2 separate regions of the Zea mays genome follow, and region 2 is linked to region 1. The links are chromatin contacts, called in public Hi-C maps. All regions are on one chromosome and are shown on one strand. The core of a region is the stretch at or near the end of the contact, and the rest is flanking DNA. Distances in the headings are between cores, read along the strand shown. Region 1 holds the start of LOC103645648 (coatomer subunit epsilon-1). Region 2 holds the start of LOC606465 (wound and phytochrome signaling involved receptor like kinase).

The links. Hi-C and Micro-C count contacts between places; a contact is called where the count stands out from the background.
Region 2: a contact with region 1 is called in a Hi-C map of ear, with 4 times the contacts expected there. The contact joins the promoter of LOC606465 here to the promoter of LOC103645648 in region 1. A contact is called at or near these places in 2 of 25 Hi-C or Micro-C datasets (ear and leaf).

The regions. Positions count from the first base shown.
Region 1 is chr1:289,036,597-289,043,390 of Zm-B73-REFERENCE-NAM-5.0, forward strand. It overlaps LOC103645648 (coatomer subunit epsilon-1), which reads right to left and starts at 2,554. Exons shown (of 5, transcript XM_020544380.1): 1 at 2,347-2,554; 2 at 2,207-2,262; 3 at 2,094-2,131; 4 at 1,885-1,971; 5 at 1,733-1,754. The coding sequence starts at 2,554. The coding sequence ends at 1,733. LOC111590693 (U2 spliceosomal RNA) reads left to right here and starts at 5,874; the gene lies at 5,874-6,070. It also overlaps the pseudogene LOC103645647.
Region 2 is chr1:289,222,460-289,229,253 of Zm-B73-REFERENCE-NAM-5.0, forward strand. It overlaps LOC606465 (wound and phytochrome signaling involved receptor like kinase), which reads right to left and starts at 2,453. Exons shown (of 4, transcript NM_001112325.1): 1 at 715-2,453; 2 at 1-86. The coding sequence starts at 2,327. It overlaps LOC111590573 (a long non-coding RNA gene), which reads right to left. Exons shown (of 2, transcript XR_002749706.2): 2 at 4,088-4,396.

The sequences.
Region 1 (6,794 bases), core at 1,304-3,803:
CACAAAGGTAGGTTAGGCGATCATCATACTTCTTCTCTTAGCCATGGCCAACGAATTTGTGCCATCCTCCCAAGGCCAAGTCATTGTAGGAGCACCGAAAGGATCAGCGCTAGTACCACAGAACGTGTGCCAGAAGGCAACACTGAAGCGCATCCAATCCTAATAGCAAAGCAAATAAGCATAGATGCAAAGGGTTGATGTACTTCACAGTGAGTGTAAAGAGGGGGTATAGTGAAGCGGCAGATGGGGGTTCACCAGAGGGAGAACTCTCAGCTACGCATAATAGTGAAGCAGGACCCTCTCATGCTCCAAATTCACCTCAAAGTCAGGGGTCAAGTACAGCTACAGGTTGGGTATCTCCTCCTGAGCAGAGTCCTCAGTTTTCAGCAGGGGTACCAAAGAGATACAAAACAATTGCAGATTTGTATGACTCAGCAAATGAAGTACTTGATTTTGAATATAGTGGGGTGTGCATGTTAGCAGCTGATGAGCCAATGAACATAGAACAAGCTCTAGAAGAGGCATGCTGGAGAAAGGCCATGGAGGAATAAATGGAGTCCATTCATCAAAATGGAACCTGGGTGGCTGCTGATCTGCCAAAGGGTCAAAAGGCAATAGGACTGAAGTGGGTATTCAAGGTAAAGAAAGATCCATCAGGGAGAATTGTGAAACATAAGGCTAGGCTGGTTGCAAAGGGGTATGCTCAAGTCCAAGGGATAGACTATGATGAAGTTTTTCCTCCTGTGGCAAGGTTGGAGACAGTAAGAATTTTACTGGCTCTAGCTGCACAAAGGGAGTGGGAGGTGCATCACATGGATGTGAAATCTGCATTCTTAAATGGAGAACTTTGTGAAGAAGTCTATGTTAAACAACCACCTGGTTTCATTGATCCAACCTGTGCAGAAAGGGTCTTGATTCTTGAAGCTGAACAAGGCATTATATGGACTCAAACAGGCTCCCAGAGCCTGGAATGCCAGACTTGACAAGGAGCTAGTAAGTTTGGGTTTTAAAAGAAGCCCAAAAGAACATGCTGTCTATAAAAAAGGAAAGAATGCGTCTCGGTTACTCATAGGTGTATATGTGGACGATCTCATTATTTGTGGGCCAGATAACAAGTAGATAGAGGTGTTCAAACAGCAAATGAAAGGAAGGTTCAGTATGAGTGACCTTGGACTGCTGATTTATTACCTTGGTATAGAAGTTACACAAAAGCCTGGTGAAATCACTATTTGTCAAAGCGCATATGCTGATAAAATCATTGAAGTCTGTGGGATGAAAGGGTGTAATCCAGTTGACATTCCAATGGAGCAACAATGCAAGTTAATACCTGGAAAACCTGACAAGGTGTTAGCTGCTACCAAGTACAAAAGTATAGTTGGGAGTCTGAGATATCTTGTAAACACCAGACCTAACCTAGCATATTTTGTGGGAATGGTGAGCAGGTTTATGGAGACACCAAATTCTGAACACTGGACTGCCATTAAAAGAATTGTAAGATATGTGGCTGGTACAACACAATACGGCTGTAGGTATGTAAAAGGGGACAACTCCGAATTGTTGGGATATTCAGACAGCGACCATGCAGGTGATCTTGAGAAAAGGAAAAGCACTACTGGTGTCGTGTTTTTTTCTGGGAGGAAATATAATTCAGACAGCGACCATCCAGACTTTCATCACTAAATCAATTATCTGATTAATCAGTAAAAAGATTTTCTGTTACATTTAGTCAGAATCATGTATAGACTAAACCATTCCTGAACACAAACAACATGAAATAATACATGACCGCATTTGACATAATGGATAAAAAATTGAAATGGAAAACAATGATCTACAATTTTTCAATAAAAAATGATTCACTAAAAAATTAGCTTATGCTTTTACCTTGGAGGGCTCGGTTGCAAGTTGAGGATAAAGTCTGGATGCATTTTGTACGCAAAGAAGGGCTGAAGCAACAGGCTGCTGCAGAAGCTAAACGAAAAAGAGTTTTCGAGAGAGAAGCATCTCGCAAAGCTTTGCAAGAGTTTATTACATCTATTGTACGCTCCCCACATTCTACATTATCTGCAGATGGTGAAAAACTAAGCTGTTACCGCACTTGAAGGGAGCCACTCTTGCAGATGGTGAAAAACTAAAGCCAGATCCAGATCAGCAGAGCGCGATTAAAGCCAGATCAGAGGCGACAATTCAGATCTAGCGCACTAACCTTGTCTCCAGTGAGGTACAGAGCGAGCAGCTTCACGGCCTGCAGCGAGGTAGCGGCTGACGAGTCGATCTCGCTGATTACCAGCTGCACAAACACAGAAAGGCATGCGCGCGTGCCCACCTATCATAGCCGGAACCAACTGCGGCGAGCTAGCGGTGAGGCGCCTGACGCCCAATGTGTTCGCACCTGGTAGGAGCCGAGGGCGATGTAGGAGCAGAAGACGATGGCATCGCGCTCAGCGGCGGCGTCGGCGTCGAGGCCCGGGATGTCGATGTTGTTAATGGCTGCCTGGTAGGCGCCCAGGTAGAAGAGGTTCCACAGATTGAAGAGCAGGTCGGGGGAGGCCATCGCTGCAGTGCAGCAGAAGACGGCGGCGACGAGGCTTGGGTGGGAGAGAGATCCGGGAGGTCGTGGTTGCTCTTGAGTCTAGACTCCGCTCGGTCGTCCCTTCGGTTCGAGTTGATGCGGGGGACGCACGGGCCAGTTCGCTTCCGCTTGGGCTCCCACGCCGAGTCCCGGGACGGGTCAGCGGACGTCGCCGCCACCGGCGAGGGGATCGGCTTCAGAGCGTAGGTACTGCTGGACGAGTCGACGACGGGCGGGAGATCGAAGTAGCCGGCACCGGCGGCGGCGCCACTTGTGACGCTGGACGAGGTGGACGCGAGCCGAGACGGCGGCCCAGGGCCTGTCCCCAAGGGCGAGGCCGCGTGCCCGCGAGCAGGAGGGAGCTTTGGAGCTGGGCGAGGCCGGAGGGGCGGACCATGGACGGATCTGGGCGAGGAGGCGGCGTGCCAAACCACCAGAGGCGGAGGGAGCTGCAGCTGCTGGGCAGGAGCCATGGCGTGCGGCGTCGTGGCGGCCGATTTCGGGAGCGAGTGCGGTAGGATTGCGCGAGGGGGAGCACGGACGCGATGGATGATTCATATGGAAGGTTGTCGAAGGAAGGTGCGCTAGGGCCGATGATGGCGGGGATTCCTGAGATTGCGCGTGGGGAGGACGATGATGGCGGGGATTCCTGAGATTGCGCGTGAGGAGGACGGGCAGAACACGGTGCACTTGTGCACGCCTACAATAGGGTCTTATAGAGTAGTAATAGATTGAGTTTGCCAGGCTTAACTTCCCCCGCTCGGGCTCGAGTCTCACTGTCCCACCAGAGCCTGAAGCCAAAACGAGTCACCGATGTCCTGGACCAGCTGATCCAGCGTCGGGTTAAACCCAACTCCAATTCCGCGCGGATTTACGTCAGAAATAAGCTGCCCTCTCTCTCTCTCTCTCTCTCTCTCTCTCTCTCTCTCTCTCTCCCGTATGGATTGAAGTGCTTCTTTATTCTATCTATACAAGAGGTCCAGCTCCACCTCCCGTAACTGGTGCTGTCTCGCGGAGGGGGCGGGCAGTGCTGTCGCCGATCTCCAGAACTGCGTGCCATCCGTCCATGGCACTAGTCTGCTGTCACCGATCTCCATAATGTTCAGATTGCTTCTTTTGTCCGTTTTCAAACTCAACAGAAGCTACAACAGACCATGGAGGTGCCCTCCATTTCGTCTTCGGTGTTCAAGCTCACCGGATGAAACTGCAGCTGCAGATGAATGCTCTATCACACTCAGTACGCACCAGTGGCCATGCTCAAAAGTTTTCAGCTGCAGAAGTATGATCCCATTCAACCCAACGACCAGAACCACCTCCCGGCTAAGGCTTAAACTGCTCTCCACTACAATTCACTTTCAGAACCCCCCAACCTGAAAGTCCACAGCTGGATCAACCACTAAAATTGGCTTGCATTTCAAGGATGGCACACGCAGTGCGCCATTTATTCCATTTCAATCGACTGAGATAAACAAGTAAAGAGAAAGGAGGGGGAAAAATTATCTATTCTGTATACACAGCTTTTCACCTAGAGACATCAAAGAGATGCACATCAAGTATCGCTAGCTAGTCTGCGGGTACTCCTTCACAACAACACCTCCTTCAAACTCTATGGGATCCGGAAAATCGTCCCGTGAAGCCCTCTTGAACGAGAACGAGTTCTCTTCGTCCTCGTCACTCCCCTCGGTCCCCTGAGACTTCGCTGTATTTTTCCGAGCAAGTGCTTGCCCCGACGTTGGCATGGCCTCCCAGCTGTGGTACTTGTTTCCATGGAAGGCAAAACGCCAAGAGCCCTGGGATGGGGTACTTCTGAGGTGAGATGGACTGGATTGGAACTCTTCCTGCTCCCGCACCACCCTTAGTGGGTTCTCCAGTGCTTTCAAGATGTATCGAGCGAGTGGACGCCTAGAGGGCTTTGGATTCAGGCATGTCTTCGCGACGATGGACACTGCCCACACTTCCTCTAGATGGTCATCATCCACAACAAGGGTGGGATCCACAATACCTGAGACACCCTCCTTGTCATTTGCGTTGATGTAATCTAATGTTCTTGCTAACCACTCTTCTGAATCTGCGTTGGTTGAGCCACTCGCACCGAAGTTTCCAGTGATTAGCTCTAGTAGAACCTTCCCGAAACAGTAAATGTCGTATGAGCAGCTAGCTGGTGGACCTGTAAAGTGAGAAGCAGATATCATAATGTTACAACACACAGCTTTATTTTGCACACAAGCCCTTTTAGTTGCATGAATGTATATACAGAGATTGCAAATATTGAACTAAATAGAGCTGATGAGTGCTTTACACACCTGGTATGTTCTTGTCAAGGGACCTGCCAGAAAGAAACAAATACTACTGTCAGCAAAGGACCCTTTATGTATTATATAAATAGAACTCAAAGTTGTAGAGTAGGTGTGTTCCTTGGCAGTGCATTTTCTTAGGGGAATAAGATAGGAAAAAGTGCAGGTGTCTAACCAGGGTGAAGTATCAGTACATTATCCTACCATGAACAAATATGGTATTAGTTTAATCAAAGCTCTCAGATATAATCAAAGCTTTTAATGTGATCGATCATCGTAGAGGCAAATTATTTTAATCCTTGTTGGAGTTAATCAATATATACAATTATATGGTATTAGTTTTTATTAATTTATTATCTATGCTATACACAAATTAGTATATGCATGTTTATATATACTACGATATTTTTCACCTTATAATTTTTGATAAATTGATCGGCCCCTTCTATGCCTGAAACTAAGAAAGCATGAATTTGTTTATGGCCTTTGTAAATGATTACGTCTACCTAGGAAAGCCGAGCAATCCGTGAAAAAAGAAGAAAAATACAGCATTTATACAGGTGGGAGGTGGCCACGTACTACCGTACGTCGAGCCTCGTAGGCGAACGAACGATGGCCGGAGCAAGGGGTTGCGACTAGAATGGAGATCAGACTCCGTGTGGCCAACTGGCCTCCCTCCTGGAACGTTTCCATTCATGTACGTACGATCATCATACAAAGAAGATTTTGTTTCAAACATGGATGGAGTTCAGCCTCGACGTCTGGGAAACAAACCGGACGGCGGGTGGCCTGTGTCCAGCCAGCTGCGGTGGAAACGGACTCGAGCGAGAGAGACTCTGCGGACCGGGCCAGCATCGATGTATTGGTAGCCCAGAAAGCCCACGCAACCAGACAGAGGTATGAATGTTGTGCTTTGTGGTGCTTCAGTTTAGTCCCACCTCGGCGGTTTTCAGCGGAAGGGAGCAGAGAAGGCTTATAAAAGCAGACCTCAGTCAACATAACAATTCATACCTTTCTCGGCCTTTTGGCTAAGATCAAGTGTAGTATCTGTTCTTATCAGTTTAATATCTGATATGTGGGCCATGTGTCCACTTCGATATTAAATTAATTTTTTGTGGGGAAGGGTCCACTACAGTGGCTTGCCATTGGGTCCCTTATGTGTCGCTCTAGCGTTGCACTATTGCTTGAGCCTGGCGCACCCCAACCAAATCAAAAAAATAAAATTGTTAACAAAGTGCTAAGTTATCTATTTGTTAGATTACATCTATTGTATGGTTACTCTTATTCTGATTTTGTTTGTCATTTATCTTATTTTTATGTCTATTTATATTTGCATACATGGTCTTGTTATTAGTTATAATTACTTTCCATCATCCACCACCTCCTCCTTTCATTATGTCTAGAAAACGTGGTTTATCGTTCTTTAAACAAATTTATGGTAAGACATGTGTCTATATAGACATACCGTAAACAAATGATTTTAGCGTGTTAAGAAAAGGATCACGAGAAGGAAAGCTGTAAATCGCGCGGAGGAAATACACATAAGTATGCTATACCTATGTCTCCATCCTCTTATGGTTTCTACACGCGATCGACACTATCTGTACCATACAGTGATTTACTCATTCTTTGTCTGCATCATGACAAGTGACAATAAATCAATTAGGGAACCAACAATCTAAAGGCTGGAACCATTTGAGGAAATGTGCATATTAAACAAGGGTACCTGTCACATCCCCACACCAACTGCTTCATCCGCGCCTCCTAGTTTACAAAAATATCATGCAAACTACCTTGTGCAACTAATTCAGATAATATGTCATGAGCCAACTCGCTGGATTCGACCACATGAGCCAAGGAAAACACATATCTAGGCATGGTGAAGCGGAACATGAAGTAATATAGATACCTTTCGATGATCTGAGGCA
Region 2 (6,794 bases), core at 1,203-3,702, 190 kb after region 1:
CACTTTGTTGAGTGCATATTTCACTCAGACTCCCAAGGCACACTTCAAATTTGTCCTCAAGAAGCACACTGCTGGCTTGGATATCTCTACATTTACAATGAAGACATAAGTAGGAAATAATAATACATGCACTAACAGTTATCAAGATATCAAAAGAACTTCAGTGCCATGACAGAAATGATACTTTCACAAAACAATCAATCTATTTCATTGCCAAAATATGTTAGGATTAATTGTTGACATGGAACCAATGGATCTAAGCTTAAATGCATCAAGGTTTGTTTAATTTCAACTTCGAGATTTGATGTCCTCACATGTAATGATGTAAATGAAGGTTCTATGGAAACCTGCACATGCTATTTTCCTTTAAGCTATGCTTCTTGGATATACATAGTGTGCAAATTGATGCAGGACCACAGGGGACCATGTAGAGGAACCCCCACCAAAATGTGCAACTACTAATTATTTCAAATGTACAAGTACCTTCTGTCACTATCCCACTTGTCACCTCTTGTTGAATTTAATTATTTAATAAATAGCAAGAATCTTTTGAGCTTAGCTACGTGCAATTTCCACTATCTGTTCCATCATGTTAATTTTGAAAGTAGCCATATACTTTATGCAACAATTTATTTTTCGAAACTACCACCATCAACTAACAGCTCATGGAATACATTAGCAAATGATTAAACAAGAGAAGATTTCTTAGCATACCTGTGGACCAACGGAGGATTGCATTCGTCATGAAGGAAGCACAAGGCCTCAGCCACACCTATTGCAATCTTGAGCCTCGTTATCCAATCCAATGAGCGCAACCCCTGTTCAACTTCCACTGACTTCTTGTGCAGTGCGGTTGTGAGGTCACCTTTTGCCATGTACTTATAGACAAGCAATTCCTCTTCATCCTTAGCCAAATGGCCCAGCAATGGAACGATCCTCCCATGGGTATGCTTTGTAAGGAAGCTCAATTCGCCCTGGCACTTCTTCCTGGTCTTCAGATCAATCTTTTTTATGACAACTTGAAAGCCACTCTCCAGGACACCATAGTACATGTCACCGGAGTGCCCATGCTTGACGAGGTTATCATCCCCAAAGCCCCCTGCAGCATGGTGCAACTGCTCATAGGTGAATTCATCTGTGATAATAGGAACGCCCTTTGGTGAACCACTGGCTCTGGGGGATGCCATGGGTGACATTGTGACGGGATTCACACTACTACTTCTCCGCCCAGACCGAATGCCCTCTTCAGTCTGCTCCACTCCTCTCCCTCTCGGTTTCCTTCCTTTTCTTCTCAACAAGCAAAATACCAGAACGCTAAGGCCAAGTGTTACCAGAATTGCAGCACCACCAAGGACCCCGGTCAATACAAACTTCCATTTGCCCCCTCTCTTTTTCGTTGACGGCATCAGCACCTGTGGTGGCTGTGGCTCTGGCAATGGCGATGGTGGCTTGGGGTCCAACGCAAGCCTCACCCCGTTCCTCGTGTAGAAAGCCTCACAATCCCCGCGGGTACGCTGGCTTGCTGCACCAGACAAACAGTTCATCCTGAGATCCACTACACCATCGGTTCCATTCTGAAACCCAGTTCCAAGCACCTGATCGAAGTAATTGTCAGAGACATCAACAACCCAGAACCTCTTCCTGAGGGAGCCAGTGGCATCGCCGACGGCGCCGTACAAGGCATTACCAGAGGCGTTGAACAAGACTCCAGCTCCACCACTGCCAGAGAACGACACGTTCGGCAGCGGGCCGGTGAGATTGTTGGCGGAGAGGTCGAGAACGCGGAGACCAGCGATTGAGAGGAGCGACAGCGGGATAGGGCCGGACAGGTTGTTACCGGAGAGAACAAGGGTGGTGAGGTTCCCGGACATGCCGAGATCGACCGGGAGCTCGCCATTGACGCGTGCGGAGCGGAGGTCAACGACGGCGAGCGACGGCGGCAGGCCGCGGCCGAACCAGGACGGGATCCGGCCGGGGAGCGGGAACCCGGAGGCGTTGAACGCCTGGAGCGCTGCGAGCCGCGGGAGTTGGTCGACGGCGAAGGCCGCGCTCCGGGCGCCCGCGCGGGTGCGGCGGAGCCCGGAGAGGCGGAGCTCCGCGACGCGGCCGGCGCGGCAGACGACGCCCGACCAGAAGGTGCAGGGGTCGGCCCTGTCGGGCCAGTCGCTGGCGCGCACGCCAAGCGACGCGCGCAGGCCGTGGAGCGCCGCGACGTCCTGCCGCGCAAGCGCGCCCTGCGCGGACGCCGCGCCCGCGTGCAGCAGCAGGAGGAGGAGCACGGCGAGGCAGGAGGCACCCGAGCGGCGGCGGCAGCAGCGCGGAAGCATGGGGAGGCGAGCGGTGGCGGGTGAGGGTGAGAGTTAGGCGGAGCGGAGTGGAGCGGTGGGGGTGTGAGCGCGTGCAGCTGGGCGGGGCGTCATGGCGTGGCCATGGCTATGGCAATGGCCAATGGCAATGGCAGCCGAGGTGGTGCGCGCAGGGTGGTCGCTTTTTGGGTGGCCTGCCGCTGCCTGCCTGCCTATTTCGGCCCCCCCTCGCGGTCGTCGCTGGAGGCAGCGAGTTGACCACGGGGAACGCGGGTGCGAGTCTGCGAGACGAGTGGGAGTGGAGGAAGGCCCCGCACTCGCGCAGCGCTAGCGGCGGATGCAGATGCGTGGAGCCGTCGCTCACTTGCGATCCCGTGGCGTGTCGGGCCCCGCGCGGCAGTGGCGACTCCGACTCGAGTGGAGTCTGACTCTGACCCAAACGCGAAGGCTAGTGCTTTGTGTAAAGATGTAGTACTGTGTTATTACTGTACCATGGGTTCGTGCCGCTGACATGTGGGTCGGAGGGCGCGACTGGATAGCCCGTGCCGTGCGTGTATGGAATGTTCTCACATCACCCCCACTTAGAGATGGCAATGGGTACCCGCTACCCGAAACCCGGTGGGTTTTTGCTCTATTAGGGTATAGGTTTGGGTCAATTTCTTTACCCATGGGTTTGTTAATGGGTTCAAATGGAAACCCAACGGGTACGTGGGCATGGGTTTGTTCTTCCACTACCCATACCCGCAAACCCATGGGTTTTTAAAACCCGCCTTAAAATCAACCTTCCTTATAAATATGTCTCATAATATTATTAATTGAATATGTTCTAATTAAAATAAACTTCATGTAACAAATTTTAGGCTAAAATTAGTTATCACTTGTTTCTTTTATGCTAGCTTATTAATGTATTGATTGTCATTTACATGATGAATTATTTTTTATGTTGATGTTATTGGGTATGGGAAACCCGTTGGGTACCCGAAACCCGCATGGGTATGGATTTGGGCAAAATTTTATACCCGTCATGGGTATGGGTTTTTTAGCGGGCGTATTTTTTCTTCGCGGGTATGTGTTTGGGCAAGTAATACCCAGCGGGTTTTTACCCATTGCCATCTCTACCCCCACTATATGTTCGGTGGCTGTCGTTTTCGCATCTCGGAAAGCAAAGGAAACGGAAAGTTACGTGGCCGTCGGTTTCCTGTGCAACAGGGCACAAATGAACAGCGCCGTGCGGGTACAGTACAACGTGCATCATGTGTGGACGTGTGGTGTTAGGATCACTACCTTTTCTTTTCCTTCTTTCCTTTCTTTAGAATAGAGACGGCAAATATATTGATGAAGTGGAAGGGCACCAAATCAACATTTAGTTTTGCACCAAATGTTAAGCCCCTTTTCGGTTGTAGGTGGATTGAAGAAGATTAAGGGTGATTCAAAATTGAATAGGGAGGTATTTAATCTTATCTAGTCCTTCTCAATTCCACCATGCATACAGAGATAGAGAAAGGACACCAATGGAGGGTGCCAGGTAGGGATGAAAACGGTCAGGAACGGTCGGAAAAATACCTCTACTGTTTTCATTTTTCATATTTAACTTGCGGGACGAAAGCGAAAACAGGATATTTCGGTAACGAAAACGAACGGGATAAATACGGGAATCGAAAAACGATACGATCCGGTTGGGTAAACATCGAAATCGGACGGGAACCAGTATTTTTGTTCGGTAAAATCACACAATGAAACCATATTTCAAAACTTAACAACAAATAAAAATTGCAAACACAAGTCTTAATTAAGCATAGATAAAAGCCATGTAAATCCAGAGCACACATAGATTAATGTAGCACATAAGTCTTGGGCTCTTGGCTAACATAAGAAGCCATATAAGTCTACTAGCACACATGACACAATATAAAGTTTAGAACACATATTCATAATCACTTGTTCACATCAAGATCACTTAGCACGCATAGACTATTACAACCAATTCTCATTTGCTCACATCTCTCAACAAACATAAGACACATTGCTCATGGAGAGGAGCCACTTGCTACATCTTCATTATTTTTAGAAAATTCTAGTCCATCTTCATCCTGTTAATGCATAAAAAAAGTCAGTTTTCGATAAATAAATACATATACAACATGAATTAGTATGCAAGTAGTATCAAACAACAACAGCTATGCACCAACAGTCAATCAAGTGCATAACAAGACATCATGCAGTATGTCCTAGCAACAAGCAGTACACATCAACAGTAATGGAGCAGACTGCAGCCCGCGGGCGGCGTCGAGTGCACAAATGTTTGTGGTGGTGTCAAGGGAGGCCCGTGGCCGGCGTCTAGGGCACCCCGCGGGCAGCGTCAAGGTCGTCGCCGAGGGCAGCGTTGTGGCCGGCGTCGAGGGCGGCGTCGTGGCCGGTGTCGAGGGCGTCATCGCGGCCGACCACGCGCGCTGCTGAAAGGGAAATGTGTCATTGGGCCATTTCTATAATTGTTTTGGTGATTAGATGCCCAATACAAATGTTTTGAACTTGTATGTGCTAAGTGAGCAAGAAGTGCAAATCAAAGACAAGGTACGTTTCTAGACTTAGTGAATTGTTTTTAAAGTACTAACATGTTTGTCCAAGTGCTAGAAACACTGCAGAGAAAAGAGAAACGAATTTGGAAAAGGATTGGCTGTGAGCAGCCAACATCAGCTCGGGCCTGGCACACCGGACTGTCCGGTGCTGCACCGGACAGTGTCCGGTGCGCCAGGCTAGCCGACGGTGAACCGACTGCTCTCGAGAAACGACAGAGGTGTACGGCTAAAATTCACCGGACTGTCCAGTGAGTCATCCGCGACGAACTCGTCGCTCTCGGGAAAAGGAAAAGGCGACGTGGCTATAATTCACCGGACTGTCCGGTGAGCCAACTGCGCCAGCGGCCAACGGTCGTCCGCGCAATCAACGCGCGACACGTGGCTAGCTCCAACGGTCGGCTGGGTGCACCGGACTGTCCGGTGTGCACCGAACAGTGTCCGGTGCGCCAACCAGCCCCGAGGAGCAATGGTCGGCTGCGCCCGATATGGAAGGAGATCGCGCACCAGACATGAACAGTGGTTGTCCGGTGCACCACCGAACAGAAGGCAAGATTGGCCTTCCAAGTTGGCCTCCAACGGCTCCTAGCTGCCTTGGGGCTATAAAAGGGACCCCTAGACGCATGGAGCACTTTACCAAGCTTACAAGAAATATTCTAAGACTCCCAGACTCCGCCTCCACGCATTTGATCGATGTGTTAGTGATTTGAGTTCCATTTGAGTTGCGTACTCCCTGTGCGGTGTTTTTGAGCTCAAGTCTTGGCTTGCGTGCGTGTGTGTGCTGCGAATTTAAGTCTTGTGTGTGTTGCTCTTCCTCTCTTACTATTGTGCTTCTCTTGTGACAAACTTGTAAGGGCGAGAGGCTCCAATCTGTGGAGATTCCTCGCAAACGGAAGAAAAACTATAAGAAAGAAAGCTGTGGTATTCAAGTTGATCATTGGATCGCTTGAAAGGGTTTGAGTGCAACACTCGTCCATTGGGACGCCACAACGTGGAAGTAGGCAAGTGTTACTTGGCTGAACCACGGGATAAAAATCACGTGTCTCGTGTGTTGCTTCTTGTGATCGTTTTGTCCGCACGAGCGTGTTCCATAGCCACTTGATTTTACTAACATCTTAATAATCAAGTTTGTGGCTATTTAATCTTTGATTTTACAGGATCACCTATTCACCCCCCCTCTAGGTGCTCTCAATTGGTATCGAAGCCGTACTCTTCATCTAAGGGACTAACCGCCCAAAGAGATGGATCCTAAGGGAAAGGGGATAGTGATCAACGACAAGGAGAAGGAGTCCCTCTTCAACGAGCCAAGAGATGACAAGCCTACTGACTCAGGCTCGAGTCACAAAAAGAGGGACGGGAAGAAGAGACACATCAAGAAGATCATCTACTACGACAGCGATGCATCTTCTTCTTCACCAAGGGACGACGACTCCTCATCCAAGAAAAAGACGGTTAATCAAAACTATTCCTTTGATTATTCCCGTATTCCCTATAATTCAAATGCACATCTACTTTCAATTCCCCTTGGAAAACCTCCACACTTTGATGGAGAGGACTATTCGTTTTGGATCCATAAAATGCGTAGTCATTTATTCTCTCTCCATCCTAGCATATGGGAAATTATAGAAAATGGGATGCATTTTGATAGCACTGATAATCCTGTTTTTATAAATGAGCAAATCCATAAAAATGCCCAAGCTACTACTGTTTTGCTAGCATCTCTTTGCAGGGATGAGTACAATAAGGTGAGTGGCTTGGACAACGCCAAACAGATCTAGAATACCCTCAAAATATCACATGAGGGAAATGATGCCACCATGATCACCAAGATGGAACTGGTGGAGGGCGAGCTGGGGAGGTTCGCGATGATCAGGGGAGAGGAGCCAACTCAGACCTACAATAGGCTCAAGACCCT